Linked DNA regions of Gasterosteus aculeatus: region 1 is linked to region 2. A link is a contact called in public Hi-C data. All regions are on one chromosome and are shown on one strand. Each heading gives the region's core, a stretch centred on a gene start, on an enhancer-like site or on the middle of the called end of the contact. The rest is flanking DNA. Distances are from core to core; before and after follow the strand shown. Region 1 overlaps LOC120833819 (polycystin-1-like protein 2). Region 2 holds the start of ankrd50l (ankyrin repeat domain 50-like).

Evidence for each region. Hi-C and Micro-C count contacts between places; a contact is called where the count stands out from the background.
Region 1: a contact with region 2 is called in a Hi-C map of skeletal muscle, with 2.9 times the contacts expected there. The contact joins the enhancer-like site here to the promoter of ankrd50l in region 2. A contact is called at or near these places in 2 of 6 Hi-C or Micro-C datasets (liver and skeletal muscle).

Annotation. Positions count from the first base shown.
Region 1 is chr16:4,471,142-4,473,841 of fGasAcu3.hap1.1, forward strand. It overlaps LOC120833819 (polycystin-1-like protein 2), which reads right to left. Exons shown (of 44, transcript XM_078091399.1): 44 at 2,108-2,482. The coding sequence ends at 2,312. Among protein-coding and RNA genes, the nearest start is that of LOC120833819, 28 kb to the right of the region's middle. Within about 2 kb of position 1,385, at least 2 of the 9 cell types and tissues checked have open chromatin away from gene starts, as enhancers often do. A contact at or near this core is called in liver, where this site is marked.
Region 2 is chr16:4,402,977-4,405,676 of fGasAcu3.hap1.1, forward strand. ankrd50l (ankyrin repeat domain 50-like) reads right to left here and starts at 1,338. Exons shown (of 5, transcript XM_040200759.2): 1 at 1,167-1,338.

The DNA.
Region 1 (2,700 bases), core at 135-2,634, 68 kb after region 2:
ACGCCGGGTCTTGTTTGTCTAGCTCTGCTGGCCTGCAGGAGAGGGCTGGAGGGCAGCGGGGGGACTGCCCCCTGCAAGCGCGACTCATGGGAACAGAACAAACAATGTGTTCTGGTCTGAAAACCAGCTTTTCCATCCTCGGTCACGACGCAGAGCTCGATCCAAAGTGATCGGTTTGTTCACTGTTCACTATTGGATTCCCAATGACAACAGATGGAACGTGTGTGACTATCGTACATGGTCATTTGATTGAATGCAGATGAATTTAGTAAAAAAAAAATTTAATGCGTTTAATGCGCTGGATCCTAAAGTAGGTACACTGCACAATGGGTTGGCGTCAGGACGGGCAACGGGTGCTGCAATATTCCTAAAATCATTGGCACGTTGTAATTTGATGTAATTGATAAGAGCTTCACTGCTTTCATTCCCCTCTCTCAACTCTGTATCAGAACCTTAGGAAGTCTGTGCAAATGCTAATGGCTTGTCCTACTGTCACATGAAGGGATTCAACTTTCTCAATGGGTCCTGAAACTGTAGAGCGAGGTGCGTATGTAGTGAAAGTAAAAATACTTTAATACGGCGATAAAAAAACAAACAATTTGATAGCCTTTTCATTTAAAGGCCGTGAATCAATCAGTGGTGCAAATAAAAATATTAAAGAAGAACAACAAATGATTTATAACTTTCCATCCTTGAGGTCCTATGACACAGGTGTTCTTCTGCTTTGGTACCTACTTAGGAAAGTAAGTATGAGCAGTATAGTTGATGAGCTGAGACCAATCTGAAGAGGATTACTGAGATGCTGATGCAGTTGAGCTTCGGACCTTCTTCTTTTGCCTTTGCTATGAGAATGGTGCAAAACGTGACGCATAATAGAGTCTGTGACGAGGGGGTGCAGATGTAATGAGGTTTGGATTACAAAAACAAAGTTACACTTTTTTAGACATGAGTATAATTCAATTCCATCTAATTTAAACACTTCTTCACAATTGTTTTCCCTTCATTATTGTTGCTTCAAGTTTCCCAGTTTCTTTATATCAGTAATCAGCCAATTGACAACACAAAAAAACAGTTTGCAACACAAACACATTTATTTTGATTAAATATTTGGTATTGACCAAACAATACAATTTCAAATTATGCACTTGCCTTTGTAACCGCTGTAATTCAAACTATGTAATATGCACTTAGATTACTACTCTCCAAATGTGCCTATATTAGACTGCCATCTAGTGCTTCCTTTGTGAACAAAATATTTTGAGAGTTTTAGAGAACCTGCAGTTATGCAAAAAACTGTTTGGAAAACTGTTGCTGGTTGCACTGGAAGAATTGCACAACAGTCCGAAGGTCAGTGTGTTTTGTTTAGAACCAGGTCCGTACCAATGTCATCGTTTCCTGGTGACTATGAGGAAATAGACCTCATGTTGCCTCTAAACAGATAGAAAGGTCAATGTTAAAACGTTTATGTGGGTACCTATCTTGCTTTGATGAAATCATTAGTTTGTAATCTCATGTCATGCTGTTTGGAGTGGTAACATTACCTTCATGTGATTCACCTCTCCACGTCATGTCGCGTCGCTGCTACATTGGTGAGGCCACACCTGTGTTGTCTGTTAAACTATAAACTTTTACAATATGTTTTTTATATGTATCGCTTGCTTTGTATCAACAGAGGCGTTTGCTCAGTAAACAGTATTTCCCCTGCAGTGTGTACATTTCATAAAACACACACACATCATTGTAGTGTCTCGTTAGGGGACTTGACCTTGGACAACGTTAAGATAGACACAACCTGCATTGTTTACCTTTACACCCACCTTCAGGTACACGTTATGTGCAGACAATGGTCCATTTCTGCACGTCCTTCTTAATAGACTTATAGAAAGAGAAAAGGAAGAACAGAGCAGTTGATCCCGCGCTGTATAAACTGATCCACTGCTAATGACGGTTGTCTCGGTTAAACCGCACCTGCTGTTACCACGGTAACCATTACTGTAGCCAAAACAATGTTGGCTGAAAATAGAAAAGTAACTAATAGGAATAGAGCCTTAGCGCTGATTGCCATTGTGCTCTTTAATCGCCACAACACATTTAATGACACAACACAAAAAGTGCTCATTTTTTATTATATTGTAACATACATTATAGTAAATAACACGTCAAACTAGAGTTTTAAATCGTTTAATTGTTGTTTTCTAACTGTTGTATTGTGAATTTATATATATATATATATATGGACAGCTTTTCTAAAAAAGGACAGCTTTTCTAAAAAACACACATATGAATATTAGTGCACACAAATAGAACTCAACTAAAAATCAACTTTTGTATGGTTAAGAATATTTCTGCTGTTGTTCATGTTTACGCCACCGTCCTCCTTCGCATCAGGCGTGTGGACGTCATTCGTTTCTTCATATCTGATCCCGAAGAGACTACAGATATTCTTCAGCATCAGGTCGACTATCTCCTCCTCGTCTGAGGGCTGGGTAAGAAAGGGCAGGTGATGAAATCATGTTGGTGTTATAAGACGTTGAGAGTTCATCTTTATTCACTGAAGTGTCACTTGAAGACATATCATGTGACACGTGAACTCATTTTGTACTTCCATCTTTTTTTATTCTTTCGAAGCAATGTGAAGAACTCAAAATAAGAATGTCATCTATTAGTTACTGGGGAAAACAAACATGCAGGTGTACCATT
Region 2 (2,700 bases), core at 88-2,587:
AAAGCTTAATAAAGAATGCCGACTGTAACCTGGTTACTTAACCGCATCTAAATTTGCCGAAGGATGTTGCTAAGCAACCAGTGAAGACAATGTACAAGTACTACCAAGGAGGATGGATACACTGTTTTCAATTAAGAAACGGTAACTGCCTAGAACGAGGACATGGGGGGTTTGATTGAGATTGATAGCACTCTCCTCTCTGTGGTGAGAATATGATGCTGGAGTCTGAAGCTGGTTAGCTTAGCTTAGCATAAACACTGAAAACGGAGAGGGGGGGGGGCTAGCCCTAATGGAATTCATCCTCTAGTCCATCTAAAGCATTTCAATAAAATATGAACTATGCCTTATTCATCTCCAAGAGATGTTGCCCAAAGAGCGAGCTCGCTACCTGAACCTCGCGACCCCGCTGACCCTGTACCCCCCGCAGTCGGTCCAGGTCTTGGTCTTGGTCACATGAACGGAGCAAGGAAAAATAACTTAAGAATTTAGTGCATTTTTCCACTTCAATTATTTTAGCTGGGCCGACTCAACGGTTAGCACGAGAAAGATAATTTACCTAATGACTAAAGTCGCTCACTGATTGGCAGAGGTCTCTTGCCCCAAGCAGGTCAATGGGAAGCGGGTGTGGACCCAATGGCATCACGTGATGGGCCCCGAAGTAACGCAACGGTTTGACCACGATCTGAAACTCCCTCTTCCTGAAGACTTGAATTGCTCCACACATCGAAACGCGCCATTGGGTGACAATAAGACATCAATGACTCTAATATTCGAGAGATTAAACACCGTATTCAATAATGTGTTCCACGTCAGCCAAATCGTAAATCAATACATGTATGTGCAAAGGAGTTTTTCACTATAGCGATAAACTGGGTCTTTTCCTGTTTCACATTTGCATTGAGCCCCGCGTATTAAGTATTAAGTTCCCTGTGATCCGTCTCTGCTCGGGCTCAACAGGTGCGTTCTTCCTCAACGATGAGATCACGCTTCCCCCCCCCGGCTGTGACGTCACAAACAAACCCACCGTACAGCTGCGTGTCGGACCGACAGCCCGTTAATCACGCGCAAGTTGTCGACGCCGCTGTGAACAGAACAAACACGCACAAACACACGCGACGCAAAGAGTCCACCGTGGCCGCTCATCGGACCGCGCGGACGCGCTTTACCTCACACGCACGCGCCGCTCCGCCGGATTCTCGCCGCGCGTGTCCACGGCCCTCCGCACCATCAGGTGGGAGGTGAAGCAGTGCGGAGGTCCTGCTTTAGTGCAGCGGTGTCCTTCTCCGTCTTCCTTCTCTCGTGGGGAGGCAGGGCGTCTCTCTCTCTCTCTCTCTCTCTCTCTCTCTCTCCCTCCCTCTCTCTCTCTCTCCCTCGCGCGCGCGCTGCTTCCGTGCGTTCTGTTAAAAAGGATGTTCTATCGAGAGAGGAAGAACAAAAGTGAAAGGAGCCTCGCGGTCTCTCTCTCACTGACTACACGGGGTCTTGATTCTTGTCTTTAAACCTTCAAAAGTAGGAGGAGGTTTTAAAGTCAAAATGATGAAATACAGTAAAGTAGAAAAAATAGATGATCTTATCTAAGATTCGGTTTCAGGATCTTTTATTTTTACGTTGCAAATGTGATATAGTGATTTGATTTGTCCTCATGCGTAGTTAGTCGTATGTCAGAATGTATGAATATGAAATTGTGTCTAAATTCTAAATTCAAATTCAACTTAAAATAGTATTCTCTGCAGTTTTGACTGATGTATTTACTACACACTGTAATTAAAAATGTAACTGCTCAAAAAGATGTGAATGCCTTTTGTACATAGTTTGGATAAAGGACTGTGACCAATTCGGTCTTTTGTGGGTGGTCCCAGTAAGACGCCCTGAGTTCTTCCTAAATTGTTCTTCCAACAATTGCAGCAGAATGTCCTGCTGACTCCAAGGAATTTTTTCCTTTTTTATATCCCAACTTGATAAACCGTGCTTCAAATTCTGCTTTGCATGGGAACTTTAAACCGTCTTACGATCACGACTGACCTCACAGTGAACTGAGAAATGACCTCTTCACCCGTCAGCCAATACTCCACATTCTGACATGCTCATACAAACACCAAAAATGTCTGCTCTGAAAATAAGGACTTTTGTCAACAGCATGCAAATTGCATGATGATGTCATGAGTGGAGCTCCTCTCTCATGATGATAATATGTGTCCAGCGTGGAGGTCAGTCAGTCCTCTCTGTTTACAGGGGAGCCCTCTACTGGCCTGAATAACAACAGACTTCGGTCAAAGCTGTTGAGCTGAAGTTGGGTCACGTTTCTTTTTCATTAACTTTCACAGAATACAACGTTTAATAAAGAGTTTGAAGTTATACTTTGTTCAAATTTGTTGCTAAAAATGAATTTTGGTCTGAAAACAAAATTTACAGGCAAGTCAAAATCCAATATTTTTTTAGTGAATAGATTTTTTGCCCAAACACGTCATAATTACCTTCATCGTTTACTCAGACTGTCGGTATCGTCATTTCCTTTTGGTCCCAAAGAGATATTATCAAATCAAAGTCAATGATTGTTGCAGTTTTATCTTGCACACACACACTCTTAACAAATTTCACCATATTAAAACCTAATTGCCCAAAAAATGATTGTTAATATAATGAAGTATTTCCTCAGTTTTGGTCCTCAGCAAATGATGTCCAGGTTAATGTAGGCCAATG